2 separate regions of the Mus musculus genome follow, and region 1 is linked to region 2. A link is a contact called in public HiChIP or PLAC-seq data. All regions are on one chromosome and are shown on one strand. Each heading gives the region's core, a stretch centred on a gene start, on an enhancer-like site or on the middle of the called end of the contact. The rest is flanking DNA. Distances are from core to core; before and after follow the strand shown.

What was found. HiChIP or PLAC-seq counts read pairs in DNA pulled down with a chosen protein or histone mark.
Region 1: a contact with region 2 is called in an HNF4G HiChIP or PLAC-seq map of pancreatic cancer cells. The contact joins the enhancer-like site here to the promoter of Bfar in region 2. A contact is called at or near these places in 2 of 39 promoter capture datasets (the 3T3-L1 cell line and liver), 1 of 15 datasets of contacts at CTCF or cohesin (CD8 T cells), 4 of 484 Hi-C or Micro-C datasets (embryonic stem cells, gonadal supporting cells and nephron progenitors), 9 of 115 datasets of contacts at active chromatin or transcription factors (the SCID.adh cell line, bone marrow-derived macrophages, embryonic fibroblasts and 4 more) and 3 of 9 other capture datasets (adipose tissue, liver and pancreatic islet).

The regions. Positions count from the first base shown.
Region 1 is chr16:13,710,850-13,713,860 of GRCm38.p6, reverse strand. No RefSeq gene overlaps it. Among named protein-coding and RNA genes, the nearest start is that of Pla2g10os, 17 kb to the left of the region's middle. Within about 2 kb of position 1,755, at least 5 of the 459 cell types and tissues checked have an H3K27ac peak or open chromatin away from gene starts, as enhancers often do. A contact at or near this core is called in pancreatic cancer cells, where this site is marked.
Region 2 is chr16:13,670,528-13,673,350 of GRCm38.p6, reverse strand. Bfar (bifunctional apoptosis regulator) reads right to left here and starts at 1,493. Exons shown (of 8, transcript NM_025976.5): 1 at 1,273-1,493.

The DNA of each region.
Region 1 (3,011 bases), core at 506-3,005, 40 kb before region 2:
TGCTCCTAGCATCTCTGGAAAAACTTAAAAAGGATAGAAATGAGCTCTTTGGTAGAATTAACCAATGTCTAGCAGAATACAGTGAAGGGCAGTGATAAAGCTGGCTCCAGATGCCCATCAGCACTCTAAAGGCTTCACTGTGCCCTGGAAGGGAATCATCTTTCCAGCAGCCAGGAAGCCTAAGTTGTAGACAATCACACTGAATTACAAGGAAAACTCAAGCTCCAGCTTGGAGCGTGTCAGTGGTTAAGGGGAATCCTTTAACTTGGGATGGGATGCGTGGGAGGCGCCTACTGAAGCTGAGAACTTTGAACCTTCAGATTCACAAGGGTTTATCTCACCTGAAAAAATAGTCTCTATTTTCTCAGGTGTGGTGGTGCCAAGGGATGTGGTGGTGCACGCCTTTAACCCTAGCACTCAGGAGGCAGAGGCAGGAAGACATTTTAATTTTGAGGTTAGCCTGGTGCCTGGTCTACACAGAGAAATTTGTCTCAAAAAACAAAACAAAAACAAAAGCTGGGCGTGGTGGCACACGCCTTTAATCCCAGCACTCGGGAGGCAGAGGCAGGCGGATTTCTGAGTTCGAGGCCAGCCTGGTCTACAGAGTGAGTTCCAGGACAGTCAGGGCTATACAGAGAAACCCTGTCTCGAAAAAACAACAAAACAAAACAAAACAAAACAAAACAAAACCAAAACAAACAAAACAAAACAAAAAAAAAACCAAAAACAAGAACAAAAAAAGTCTTTCCACCCTCAGCAGAAAATGAGCTTGTCTACCCCTGACATATTGTCTTTTCTGCCTTTGATCCAGGAAATAAATCCTTCATCATTTGCTAAGCCAGATGTGACTTTCTCTGAAGGAGATGCCACTCAAGACAATACTAATGTCCTTCAGGGCCCACCAATATTTGCTCTAGATCTGTAACTAAATTCAAGGCAAAGCAGGTTCCTAGAGGGGAGGTAGAAAAGTATTGTCCTTGAGGAGGTGTGCTATATTATTAAAAAGCCTAATGTGTTTGTTGATTCAAGCAGAAGTCTGGGGAATATGTGTGGGAATGGATTTTAAGGGTATGGGATAATGGTAGAAGGTCATAAAACTAGAAAAGGCTGAGATTATTGACATGGGCCCTCTAAGTGGAGATTCTAGGTTGAATATGTAAACTTACACAGTTAAAAAAAAGTGTCAAAAGTTTGTTTAAATGGTTGGGTGAAGTATTTGTCAAAAGATGGCTTACTTCTGGAGTATGCCTGATATCCCTTGGCTTCGTGTTGATGAAGGGATTGTAAGGTTTGGGGAAATTGCAATGCTACAGCGGGTACTCTGTAAAACCTAACCCTCCATGATGAGAAGGCTCAGAAGACATGCCCTCATGAGTCCTATAAGACACAAAATAGTGAGAGGGGCACCAGCACATTTGAAGAGCTTTATTGTTGCCCCTTTCCTTGTGCCAGACCTTAAGGTTGAAGATGCTGCTGCCCAGTTAACGGATTGAATGGAATTTAATTGGACCCCAATAAGTAGCAGGGGCTGGGCGCCAGCACTGAATCACCAAAAGCAAGGTGACTTATAGGTACATTAAAACTGTTAGGGTAGTTATAATGGGCAGCATAGGCAAAGCAATGTTCATAGTGGCCTGACCCATAATGGTCAGCACAGGCAAAGTGAATTTAATGGTGGGTGACTCATGTGGACATTTAGTGCTACTAATTACTCATGGTGTTTCCAGGCAGGAAATAGATAAGAAGCCACTGAATTTTTGTTTCATCTGTAGAAGCCAAAAAGTTCTCAAACAAATGAAAAGGCTACACTGGATCACAGCAAAGGGGAATCTCGGCCCATGAATCAATTTCCAGACTTGAGCCAGCTGGCAGACCCAGAACCCCTTGAGTGAAAGGACAGTCAGGTTCCCCTAAGGAAGGACGTGGATAAAACATGGAAACATTTGCTGTTAGTCTTTCTCCAGCCCTTCCTCAGAGGGATCTGTGGTCTTTTACAGGGGAAACTGAACAATGGAGGAAAAGAAACAATGAGATGGTTCAACTGCTGGATGCTGGTTCTGAACCAGCAGAGATTCTAGGAGACCTCAAGAAACATTGTGGCCCTCCCATTAAAGCGGGAGCTTATGGACATAAGAGGTTAGGGAGTGGCTGGAGTCTGACACACACAAAGGTCCCGTGGATTCCTGGACTCATCACCAGCCCCCGAATGTAGAATTGGGGTAGATAGACTTAGACCTTGGCAGATGTTGTACATTAGTTCCTTAACTTTTGGAATGAGGGCTATTAAGGTTGGAAAGACTAAATGGAAGCTACTGGAGTTGCCTCTGCTAGGGAAAATAGTGAATCAAAGACAGTGTCAAATGTCTGAAATAATTAGAAAACTAGTGCCACCATCAAGGACTTGAAAGATGCTGGGTGATGGCTGCCACCACATTTCCTTTTGGCTAATGTCCAGGACAGGTGGATCATGGAGCATGACAGTTGGTCACTGAAAATTCAATGAAGTACTGACTCTGATTGCAACTGCTGTAGCAGATGTAGTGTCTTACTTGAACAGATTAATACATCCCCTATACAATATGGTATGCAACTATTGATATAGCAAATGCCCTTTTCTGGGTATCTGCCCATAAGGCCTATCAGAAGTAATTTGCTTTTAGTTGGCAATGCCAGCATTGTACCTTTACTGTTTTACCCCAAGTATATATTAACTCTCCAGCCCTGTGTCTAAGTTAGAAGGAATCTTGATTGTCTGTTTCTTCCATAAAATATTGCATCGGTGCACTATATTGGCAGCATTATGCTGATTAGATCAAGCAAGCAAGAGGGAGCAACCACTTTGTACTGATTGGTAACAATATGCATATCAGAGAATGGGAAATAAATCCAACCAAAATTCAAGGACCATCTACCTCAGTGAAAATCTTAGGAGTCCAGTTGCATGGGGCATGCAGAGATGTTCCTTCTAAGGTGAAGGATGTTATTGCACCTGGTGTCTCCCACCACCAAGA
Region 2 (2,823 bases), core at 244-2,743:
GGATTTCTGTGTATTCTCGGCCAGCCTAGTGTGAATTATTGGACAGTCAGGACTCCATAGAGAAACCCTGTCTCAAAATGCACCCCCCCCAATAAACAAACAAAGAACCAAAACCAAAGTTAAGTCTTCAGAGCGAGGCCAACCTGGGCTCCCAATCTGGTCACCCTTTGTTCTCCTCGAGCTTCATTACTTTCCATTTATCAAGCCATACTAATATTATCGCTAAAGGATTGTGGGATTAGATGTCAAACTTCGACCAGGTAAAAAGTTTGCTGACTGATAATAATAGCATTACTAACTGTCACATTTTACTGAATGCTGTTAACAGTGTGGTTAGCATTTATACTGCCAGAGAGAAAGGGGGAAAAGGGTGTGTGTGTGTGTGTGTGTGTGTGAACAGCCTGGACAGAGTACAGCTTTCCCATCAGGTTTATGGACGATATTCCCTGGCATATACCGTGCACTTTGGTCGGGACACATCCAGGCTGTTTATAAAAGAGCACTGACAAAAGTAAATAAAACTTCATCAGCACGTGCAGTCCGTACCTAAAGGTGAAAGGAAAACTCCTTCGCATTGGCCTCTCCTGGTGTGACGTTGGGGCCACTCCAAGGGCGGGCCAATGGGCTTCCGTGGGGAGGACCCAATGGCTCCCACTTTCTCTTCTCAACCAAAGTTAGGGGTTTGCCCCTTGCCCAGTTAAAGGTCCCCAGTTAGACACAGCGTCTCTCTTCTAAAACACACACACACACACACGCTCTCATCAGCACACGATTTTTGAGTCGTGTGTATGGGAATGAGAAGAGCTAAGTTCTAGGTCAGCCTCGGTGTCACTTTGGAGTCTGATGTTCCGTTATCCTCACTTCCCATTATGAAACCCTCTGCCTTGGGACAGGAAGGTGCCTCGGATTTAGCCGACGTGGCGGGCGCCCATAGCCCGCAAGTAAGTGGAAACAAGACCCATCTCTGTCACCACCCCAGGGTCGAGTGGCTCTGACCCAGACCCCGACGCGGGGGAGGACTAGAGACCTGCAGTGGCGTGGGTCTTCGCCTCGTAAGGGAAGGGGCTACGGTCCGCAGCCCTGCTGGGACGCGTCCAGGCCGGGGTGAGGAGGCCCCAGAGCCTGGACCCACCCCGCCAGCGCAGCTCCGGGAGCGGGTTCAGTCCCCGCCAGCGCAGCTCCGGGAGCGGGTTCAGTTCCGTCTCCCGCGCCGCACTCTCAAGCCAAGCGCCCTGCCGGACCATTACCACCCCACACCGTGCCGAAGCTCACCTCGCCACTAGTCCTGGTACCCACTCTGTCACCGCCACCTGCCAGGACCCCGCGGAAGTAGAGGACAAGGCTTCGCTTCCGGAAATAACCTGGGCCTAGGGGCCGACTACGATCAGCTCCCGCAACCATAGAGGAGAGACCTCTTTATGCTCTCAACCCCGTGCGACCTCCGGCTGCCTAGAGCGGCTGCTCTAGGGGCATGCGGGCGCATGCGCACCAACGCGACCCGCCCCTTCCTTTTCGTCCGAGCCAAGCACAGAAGTCACCGCCCCAGGTCTGGAGGTTCCAGCTGGATTGCGTTCCCGTATTTAGCTAGCTTTATTCAGCCATCAAAGTCTCCCACAGTGCCCGAATGCATCGTAATAGATCTTAACTTCACATTTATGAAGAAAACCACAGAAGCAGTCCTTAAAGTTTTATTTATAGAGTCGGAATTTGGGGTAAAATGGCGTTATCACATTTACTCCGCAGCTACCCACCTTGATCTAGATCTGTTGAGAACTCAATGGTACTATGTTTTCAATCTATGACGTTGTGAGACCATGCTTGGCAGGATGATCTTTGTGAGTTCGAAGCCAGTCTAGTCTACGGAGTGAATTCCAAGACAGTCAAAGCTACATAGTGAAACTTAACCAAAGAAAGAAAAAGTTCCTGTTTCTCAGTTCTGATTTAATAAACTGTTTGCAACCCCATTCACATGTACGTGCCCTCGTTCCTTCCCTTTCATTGTATCTTTATAAAAACGTGTTAATAGCCAACTCGGGTTTTGTTTGTTTGTTTGTTTGTTTGTTTGTTTTCGAGACAGGGTTTCTCTGTATAGCCCTGGCTGTCCTGGAACTCACTTTGTAGACCAGGCTGGCCTCAAACTCAGAAATCCACTTGCCTCTGCCTCCCAAGTGCTGGGATTAAAGGCATGCGCCACCAGACCCGGCAATAGCCAACTCTTTAAACAACTCTTTAAACTCTTATCTCCTATAAGCCAGCAGAGGCTGCTCTCTCAAAACCCGATTTAGGAGGAGACAGTCAGTTAGCCTAGGTGTACCCCCCAAATACAGCTTGCTTTAATTGGACAATCATTGATTTGATCTTTCAAAATTTTAACATCTCTACGTTGTTGGAGATGGGGCTGGGAATGAAGCTCAGTTGGTACACTGCTTGACTAACATACCAAGCTGTGCTGAGTTCGATCCCAGTAGCATATAAACGAACTGGGCTCGGTGGCACACCTGTAATCCCCAAACGAGGCAAGGAGTAGGCAAGAGGATTCGAAGTTGAAGGCTGTCAGGCATGGTAGCGCTTTAACCCCAGAATTCAGGAAGCAGAGGCAGGATCTCTGTGAGTTCGAAGCCAGCCTGGCCTACAAAGTGAGTCCTCTTAAGACTGCCAGGGCACTGTTGTACAGAGAAGCTCTGTCTTGAAAAAGAAAAAAAAGTTTAAGACTATGGAGACTTAGCTATGGAATGAGTTTGAGATCAGCCACCTCTAAAGGAATAAATGAGAGTGTTCTTTTCAAGTTGGTAAAGAGTAAAACTGATTTGTGCTAGCAGAATT